Regions from separate parts of the Mus musculus genome. Here regions 1 and 2 are each linked to region 3. The links are chromatin contacts, called in public promoter capture Hi-C maps. All regions are on one chromosome and are shown on one strand. The core of a region is the stretch at or near the end of the contact, and the rest is flanking DNA. Distances in the headings are between cores, read along the strand shown.

The links. Promoter capture Hi-C pulls out the DNA fragments that hold promoters and counts their contacts.
Region 1: a promoter capture Hi-C map of liver shows a contact between it and region 3, with 4 times the contacts expected there. The contact joins the promoter of Cpn1 here to the promoter of Kazald1 in region 3. A contact is called at or near these places in 2 of 39 promoter capture datasets (hippocampal neurons and liver).
Region 2: a contact with region 3 is called in a promoter capture Hi-C map of liver, with 2.4 times the contacts expected there. The contact joins the promoter of Dnmbp here to the promoter of Kazald1 in region 3. A contact is called at or near these places in 2 of 39 promoter capture datasets (hippocampal neurons and liver) and 1 of 115 datasets of contacts at active chromatin or transcription factors (pancreatic cancer cells).

Annotation. Positions count from the first base shown.
Region 1 is chr19:43,984,776-43,987,916 of GRCm38.p6, forward strand. Cpn1 (carboxypeptidase N, polypeptide 1) reads right to left here and starts at 1,745. Exons shown (of 9, transcript NM_030703.2): 1 at 1,291-1,745. The coding sequence starts at 1,513.
Region 2 is chr19:43,938,720-43,941,756 of GRCm38.p6, forward strand. It overlaps Dnmbp (dynamin binding protein), which reads right to left and starts at 1,479. Exons shown (of 16, transcript NM_028029.4): 1 at 1,398-1,479.
Region 3 is chr19:45,074,544-45,077,448 of GRCm38.p6, forward strand. Kazald1 (Kazal-type serine peptidase inhibitor domain 1) reads left to right here and starts at 1,544. Exons shown (of 5, transcript NM_178929.5): 1 at 1,544-1,693; 2 at 2,121-2,670. The coding sequence starts at 2,139. Gm35782 (a long non-coding RNA gene) reads right to left here and starts at 566. Exons shown (of 4, transcript XR_877888.1): 1 at 479-566.

The sequences.
Region 1 (3,141 bases), core at 495-2,994, 1.1 Mb before region 3:
AGCCTTAAGCTTCCACAGAGCGCATGCAAGCTGAAAAAAAAGCAGGTACTTGCGGTGCAAGGCTCTATCTAACCCCAGGGGAACTACAGGGCTCTTCTTGAGCCTTCTCTATAAAATTTGGAAGCTCTCATGGTCAATCCCCATTGGACCTTTAAAGCAAGAGAGCAAGAAGACCATATTAGTAGCGAGAGAAATGATTTTGGCCTCTCCTGGGCAAGTTGGGACTAGGTGGGTTTAGACAGTGGCAACTTTAGCATGGGAGCTTCCGTGCATTGATTTAAGGCGGAGTATAATGGGAAATGGAGTGGAGTTGGGATACGGGAGGGAAAGAGATTTGCTGTTGACCCTCTGAAATAAGTCATGTGACTTAACTGAGATGTCACCATTGTAAACAAAACAACAAGAGTGTCAGTGTTCATCGAAATGTAAACAGCTAACGAAAACAAGGGACTAGCACACTACACAACCAAGAATGGTGCCGTCAAGCTGTGTTGACGACACAGATGAAGAACTGAGAAAAGCGGGGGACATTTTCCCATTTTGTATTTGAGATGTAGGATTGCATCATGTGTCTGAGAAGAGAGATGCCAGTCTATGTAAATACTAGGTATCAGTGAGTGCTGGGGTCCCTCTTCGTTTTCTTAGTTTTGCCTCTTCTGGTTTCTAGTTTGTTTGTTTGTTTGTTTCAGCTGGTGAGTTGCTTTTGGCTTTTTTTGTTTGTTTGTTTTCTTTTTTAAATGTTTCCAGGCTGGTCATGAACTAATTTTTGAAGCAAACACAGATTGCTTTGATAACAGAAGCAGACTAACAATAAAGCAGCAAGCTAATATCCCAACCCCCAAAATCTCTCTAGCACATCATGCTGGATCAATATGGTTCCTGGAAAGGACGCACCTGATCTCCCAGGAGAACTAGGAGGACAACCATTTCTGCCCTGATCCCAAGTCTTTGGGTCTTGGTAGAGGGAGTGAGAGAAAAAGATGGGGGGGGGGCGGGGGGGGGAGGAGGAGAGGGGGCCGGGAACAGGAGGAAGACGGGCTTTACCCATGGAGTTCTGAGCAAACAGAACTCAGAAAAGAGGAATGTGTTGGAGCCTGAACTGGGGTCGCAGCTCCCCGGGGCCTAGGGGAGCTTGAGAACCAAGTGGGGCCACCTGCCTTCTTCTTGGGTGGAGGAAGAGGTAAATACATTGTACATGGAGTTCTCCACTGGGGCAGTGAACACTCTATCTGGATTTGTAGAGGAAGGGAGTTCTTTGCCCAACACGCCCCCAAAACACTCAAGACTTACAGGGTTCATGGATCCCAGGGTAGTCGCTAAACTCCAGCACGTAGAGGTACCTCCCCTTCACACTGCGCCCGATGTTGTAGAGCCGCGTGATGTCCGGGCATTGGTTGTGCACCTTGTACAGCGTCCGCACGAGGTCGTCGTAGCGGTGGTGACGAAAGGTCACCGGGGTAACAAACTTGGAGAGGAGGAGGAGGGGCAGGAAGGCTGAGGGCAGGTCTGGCATCTCGCGGAGCTTCTAAGGGGCTCTGAAATGTGCCCTCCCGCTCTCTAAGCAATCCTTTGCCAGTCTGGATCCAGAGCACAGAGTAACCAGCCTTGCACTCGCCGCACCTGCAGGAGACTGGGGACCCGCCTCTGCTATGCTGGGAATTATTCCTGTGGCCCCAGGATAGCCACAATACCCTCCGGGCTCATTTCTCTTCCTCCTCCTAAATCTGGAAGCCCTTTTGGAAGGATTCGGCGCATCCCCACTTTGAGAGGCTCATTGATTCTGGCTTACTGATTAACTGGACGGTAAACAGGCCTCAAGAAACAGCTGCTTCTAACCCTTTGATTCCCAGGGGCTTTTAAGAGAGTTGGCATGTGCTAGTTACAACTTACAAAGGATCTGCCCCGCTCCCTTTAACCCGTCCCCACCTCGTTCTGAAGCACGACTCTGTCTTGTCTTCCTGGCTCAAAGATCTTAATGGTAAAGCAAACAAATTGAGGAAATGAGGCACCTGCTCGGAGCAAACAATTAGAAATCTCATAGTTGATAATGTATCTGTCAATGATAAATACTTTGTAACAAATGGTAGGAAGATGATCCTATTTCAGCACCGGCATAAGAAAATGGGTTTCTGAGTAGCACTCCGCTAGCTCAGGAAATTAGAATGAGATTCTGCAGTTGTGACTGTAGAAATGTTTTAGTTTCTGCAGAGCAGAGCCTACAGAGCAGGAGAAAATGCCTGCCAGGTATGGATCCAATAGAGAATTAGTACCCAGAATTTAAAGAGCTCGAAAAATTAAATCCCAGGTGGAATGCACTGGCACCCAATTATAATTCTAGCACAAAGAGGCTGGAGGATTGTTGTAAGTTTGAAGCCAGCCTGGTCTTCCAGGCCAGCCAGGGCTAACTGATTATACCTTGTCTCAAAACACAAACAAACAAACAAACAAACAAACAAACAAAACTAAATAGGAGCTAGAGAGACGGTTTCGCAGTTTAAAAGCAAAGGCTGCTTTCCAGAGGACCCAGTTCTACACTCACATGGCAGCTTCACAACTGCCTGTAACTCCAGTTCCAGGGGACCTGACAGCCCCCTCTGGCCTCCACAGGCACCAATCACACACACGATAAACAGGCAAGCATGGGCCCAAAATACCTGTACCCATTGCATTTAAACAACAGCAACAGCAAAACAAAGCAAAAGATCAAACAATCCAACCAACGAGTAAAGGAGCCGAATCGCTGCCTTTTAAATCCAGATGGATAACATCTTTAATAGTCAGGAAAATACAAATGAAAACAAGATTGGAAGTCAGTCTCACACCAGCCAGAATGACTAACGTCAGCAAATGCTGGTGATGACACAGAGAAATGTAAATTAATCCCCAGCCTTTATGGACGCAAGGACGTGTTGTTGCTGTTTTAATTAAAAATAGGACTGCCATATGACCCAGATATCACACTCTTAGATGTATTCCCAAAGAGTTTCAGCACAGCTCAGTGAAACCTTTATATCTAAGTTTGTGGCTCTGTTCACCATAGGCATGTCCTGGAGTTAGCCTAGGCTCTCAGCAATGGGTGGGTGGATAAAATGTGATATACATACACACAGTGGAATATTATTCAGTCATAAAGAATAAAAC
Region 2 (3,037 bases), core at 229-2,728, 1.1 Mb before region 3:
TGTGGGTTAAAGGACAAATAGTTCATACATATTTGAACAGCATCTATAAAGATTACTATCACGCGCCAGCCCAAACCATACACAATGTGATAAAAGTTAGCTTAAAAGTTAGCACAGTTTGAGTCAAAATGTTCTTGGCTTGTTGGAAAAACTACCTGTGACAACATGCAAGTCACTCCCATGCCAGACTTAGCACTTCCCCACTACACACCAAGATCTCTGTCTAGACAAGCCATTGGGTGACATTAACACAGAAACATGAATGACACACACACACACACAACAGGTTTCACTCATTTCAACCCAATATTATGTGAGTGGGGGAGCGGGGAGCGACAGTGAAGTTGAACATCTGCTACATAATTTGTAAAATTAACTTTGTTTTCCTAGGACTTTGTTGTCACCAGGAGGGATCGGCTTCAAATACAAATGAAAGACTTTAGCGGTGGAAGGGCCTGAGAGATCACGAGATTCAGTAGTTTAGGGGGAATGAGGCCCGATGGATACACTAACTTGAACACTACACCTCGACTATGCTTTTCCTACGACTGTTTTATAAATGCAGCCCTAACTGAGAAATCAGGTCTGCTTGCTGCAAAAATCGCCTGTTGATTAGTCAGCTCTATCAGCGGCATGTAACTCGACTAAGCACAGTGGAGTCCAAACTATGCTCCTACCAGAGAATCGGTGTCATCACTAGCTTGTCACCATTATTAATTAGGAAGTTCCACAAGGTGCTCCCAAGACTATAAAAGAAACACTGTCAGACAGGTTACAGAATTTGCCAGCCATAATCCCACATGCGACCTTGCTTTTCAAGTTGGTTTTTCAACACGACCCTGTGCCCTAAAAACACCCTTCGCAGCTCTTAATACACACCACATGCTGTCCTGTCCGGTCACCCCAACACCCCTTTATTCGAGTGACAACCATCCTCCTCTGACACAAGCATGCAATCGTCCTGGGTACCTAAAAACTCCAGTAAGCCAAAACTGCATCTCCAGCTAAATATAAATAGTCCCGGGTTATTTGGGAAACCATCGCTGCCTGGCTGTCACGAAATCCCGGCCTCTCATGCCCACCAGCTGCAGCAGTGACCAGGAGCAGGACTGGGGCTCAGTTCTTCAACTCAAAGCCAAGAGGCAGGGCGGCGCAGTGACAGCGCCCCGGCTGGACACCTCGCCCCCCGGTCCGCGCCCCGGGACGGTCCCTAGGGCTGCTGCCCCCCCCCCCCTGCACCCCCTCGGCCGTGAGTGAAGACAGCGAGGGCCTCGCGTCTCGCGGAGCGCAGCTCAGCGCGACCGAGAGCTGCGCCGCAAGCCCCGCGCGCCCCGCAGGCGACCGTCCCCGCTACCCCACCACCCCGCCACCCCACGGACGCCCGGCCCCGCACCGACCTGCTCTCTGCCGCTCGGCGTTCCCTCCGCGCACAGCCACTGGTGGCCCGGCCGGGCCGCGGTCACCTCCCCTCAGCGGCGGCGGGCGGGCGGGCCGATCCGGGTGACTCCGCGCCGCCCCGCCTCCCTTAGCGCCGCTTCCGTCCGGTGGCCCCCGGCTCCGTTTCCCGCGCTCGCGCCCCCTGGCGGCCGCCTAGCCCGTCGCTCCGCCACGTCAGGGCTCGGGCTCCCAGGGCCTTTCAGGGAAACTGAGGCACGGACTGCGTGGGGGCGTTTAGCGACACACCTCGCTCAGGCTAGGATCCAGATCCCCACGCACTCGCGCTACCGCCAACCTAGAGAACTCAAATTCTCCGCTGCGCGAATTCTCTTACTCCGAGGCGGAGGCTAGCCTTGAACCTTCCATCGTCCTTCACTCCTCCAAGTGCTGGATTACAGGGGAACACCATCAGGTTACTGCCCACTCCTCATCGATTTTTTTTTCTTTTCTCCCGAGCAAAGTCTCACAGGACAATTTTGAGAATTTAAAAGCAAGGAATCACAGAATACTAGAACCAAACGTCCCGGTTTCTGAAAAGTCCCGGAAGACTTCTGACTGTTAAAGATCGCAAGTGCGTGGAGGAGCTGGTGCAAGCGCGGGGACCGACCTAGCAGATTTGAGGAATGCAGGAATCATATATCACTATGCACACACAGCAGAGATAAGGCTTTATTTTAAAATCTCATCAGCTAGATTGTTTCTTGACTCTTCAAAAATCGTAGTAAACTAGACATAGCATAAAGTGTATCGTTTGAACCATTGTCAAGTGTGCGTGCAGTCCATCAGAGTAGGTAAATTCACATTGCTACGCATCCATCATCTTGTCCGGCACCGGGACCCCAACTTCCCAAACTGAAACTGCTCTTATCGTACAGGGACTCCACTCCCAGCGATTCCTAGTCTCTCGTGTCCTTAAGAATTCGTCTACTCTGAAGACCCTCATACATGCAATCTACAATACTTGGCCTTTTGGTGCCTGCCTTATTTTGGTTAGAATAATGCCCTAAGTTTCATCTGTGCTGTTCTATGTGTCGGAATTTCCTTCCTTTTTACTGCTAAATATACTGCGTTGTGTTTAGGCGTTTGTCCTTCACTGGGCATTCGGCGGAGTTTCCCCTTTGGCTACTGTGGCTAAGGCTAGGACCCAAATCGTACACGTATCTGCTGGACCCATTGCTTCCAGTTCTTTGGAGGCTGTACCTAGGGGTGAAACTGCTGCTCACATACATTATTCTCCTCCTTTGCTGTCTGAACACTGAAGGAAGGCATTTTTGTGGTAAAACATAAATATTCCAGATTTTTGTTTTTGAAAGAAATTGATCAAATGCTTCAGCGGCCTGTCAAACAGTAAGCTTTTCTCCCCCTTTCAAGTAAAATGACAATCTACTACCTAGATAATGGTATTATTATCTTTCTTTCTTACTTACTTTCTCTTTTGAGACAGAGTCTCCTCTCTCTTATGTGGCTTTGACTGTCCTAAACCTTGCTGTGTAGACCAGGCTGGTCTCAAACCCCCAGCGATCCATTTGCCTCTGCCTCCACCTCCAGGTGCTGGGGGAAAGGTGAGCACTGCCACACCCTGGCGCTAATGCTTGTTATT
Region 3 (2,905 bases), core at 294-2,793:
GCGAAGACTAACAGTAAACGCCGGCAACGATTAAGATGGAAAGCGTGTCTAGGACCCTGACGCTGGGGATTTTGATAGTGGCTCCTAGGGCTGAAAGCTCACAGTTCCTCATTTAGACCTGGACAGCTCCCACTCTACATCGGGCAACGATCACCGCCCCCAGTTACAGCTAGGGACCTCCCCTAGAGTGTCTCCATTCCTCCACCAGGCAAGCCCTCCTCGCGCCTTTTCCAAAACATCCTGCAATTCTCGCTTCACTTCTGCTCCCAGGCCAACAGTTAACGCGTCCTCCAACCAAGGGATTGCCTAGCACCACCATCGGAATCTGCCTGCCCTCGTTCTTTCCTGGCTTAAAAGCCGCGGGCTTTTCCTTTTCTAGCTTGCCGTTGGGATTCTCGCGACAATCCCGAAACCTCGCGTGAAATTCGCTTCCCGTCTCCTCGGAGTTTGGGATTGCCTGTGTACAGCTCTCTTCTACCTTGTCGGAACCCCTCTGATCAGAGGCAGCGTCTCTGCTGACTGAACGCTCCTTTGAGGAGGGCTCGGCCAAAGTCAGAACTGCGCGGTGACTGCAGTGCTTCTTCCTCGCAGGGTAGAGCGGAGCCGCCGCAGGCCGCGGACGCACGCGCAGTCAGAACCTCTGACGCCTTCTGGGCGGGGCCTATATAAGCCCCACCCTTCCCTTGCCTAAAAGCCCGGTTTCCTTCTGCTCCTCCTCCTCCTAGGAGCTTGGATTGCGGTTTTTGGAAGCTGTTTGGGGGCCGGCGGGGGCGGGGCCTGCCATTCTCGGGGTGGTGGGCGGGCCTCCGGGGATGCTTTGCTTCCTGCCCCTAACCCAAAAGTGCCACCGTGGCGTTGGCGGAGGTCTCCAGACTGAACACTTTTGGCCCCGACATGCTCGAATTTTGCAACCTGTAATCCGGAGCCCAGAGACGCCCTATGGGGAGTCACCCGCCGGCCTTGCTGCGGCCGCTAGTCAGTTCCGACCTCTAATCACCAGGCTCCTCCGCGGGTTCAAGCACCTGCCCTATATTGGGAGGGAGGTAGCCAGATGTGGATGGCAGCTGGAAAAGCTTATAGTCTAGTCTGCGCCCCAGTGGAGAGACTGGGTGAACACAGCTGCAAACCGTGCCCAGAGGAAGCTGGCCCCGAGCCTGGCCTCCAGAAACGCCCATAGTGTTGAAGTCAATTTTACATTGAGTAAAATTTCTTAGCCTTTCCTTCTTTCTATATTGTAGCTGTTTGCCGCTCTCCAGACCTAAATCAGATGAGACAGGACCTGAGGCTCAGCCAACAGTTTGAGCTCCTCGGCCATTCCACCCCTATTCTCTTCTCATAGCCTTTGCTTTCCCAGTGGCGGCGTCTGGTTACGCGGCTCTGTACACTCATTGTGACTTTGGGCTAGGGTCGAAGTGAAAGGCCCAGGAGGGTCCTTGTGAGACTGGATAAAATTATCGGCCTCGGGGCCAGGGAAGAAGGCGGGTATTCGACATCTGGGGGCGGGGAGAAGAGGCGGAGGAGTTTCTCTTTGAATCTTAAGTCTGTGGGCTGCCAGCGATCCCCTGACAGAAGCAGGGGTGGCCTGCGGGTCTGGCTGGCCGTGCATGCGACTCTTCGTTCCCTACCGTTTTTTTTTTTTTTTTTTTTTTAGGTTGGAAATCCCAGCTGTTAAGGGCCTAGTCCAAGGCACTAGGTGAGTCGCTGGTATGTCCCCAGCACCATCACCCCAACCTGAAGTTTTTACATCAAGTGTAGTTTTATCTATCTCTGGGGCAAAGATGCATCAGAGTTGGGTGGTTTCTGGAGGTGATGCTGGTGTGTGTGTGCGCGCGCGCGTGCATATATGTATGCATGTGTGTGTGTGTATACGCGTATGTCTGTGTATGGGTGTGTGCATCCCTGCATGGGTGTTAGTGATCATTCCCCGATACACTCTCTCTTTATTCCCTAGTCCCCAAGACCAGCTTAATCAATTACCAACTGGCATAAACCCCTGGGAATCACCAGGCTTCTTTGTTAGGGCTTCTAGTTGGCTACAGGGTAGCAGAGGATAGAATCAAGCTTTTATACAGCCTTGACTTTATCTCTGACCTCCAGACCTGGCTTCCCTCTCCTGGCAGGGTGCCACCTACGCGCCGATGCCCCGAGTGTTCACAGGGCTTCCAGCTAACTATGCTGCACCTACCTTGGCGCTGTCCTTGCTACTACCATTATTGCTGGTGGTGTGGACCCAGCTACCCGTTAGCGCGAGGCCGTCCACAGGCCCCGATTACCTGCGGCGAGGCTGGCTGCGGCTGCTAGCCGAGGGCGAGGGTTGTGCTCCCTGCCGGCCAGAAGAGTGCGCTGCGCCGCGGGGATGCCTAGCAGGCCGGGTGCGGGATGCGTGCGGCTGCTGCTGGGAATGCGCAAACCTGGAGGGCCAGCTCTGCGATCTGGACCCCAGCGCTAACTTCTACGGGCGCTGCGGCGAGCAGCTCGAGTGCAGGCTGGACGCGGGCGGTGACCTGAGTCGAGGAGAGGTGCCGGAGCCGCTGTGTGTCTGCCGCTCGCAGCGCCCGCTCTGTGGTTCGGACGGCCGAACCTACGCGCAGATCTGTCGCCTGCAGGAGGCCGCCCGCGCTCGGCTGGACGCTAACCTCACTGTGGTGCATCCGGGGCCCTGCGAATCGGGTACGCAAGTCCAGGGCTTTTAGTACCAGGAACCCTGGCTCCCCAAAGGCACTACTCCCGGATCCCCGACAGCGTTGCTCTGTGGTCAGCAGAATGAATAGTTGAGGGAGACCATGAGCCTCAAAGGCTGCCAACTAAAAAGCAGGTTGAGATTTGTTGCCAGGTTTGAGGTGCCTAAGAGCTCTATCCAGGCAGGTCCTTGCAGGGACTGGCCTCCGAAGGAACAGGCACATAG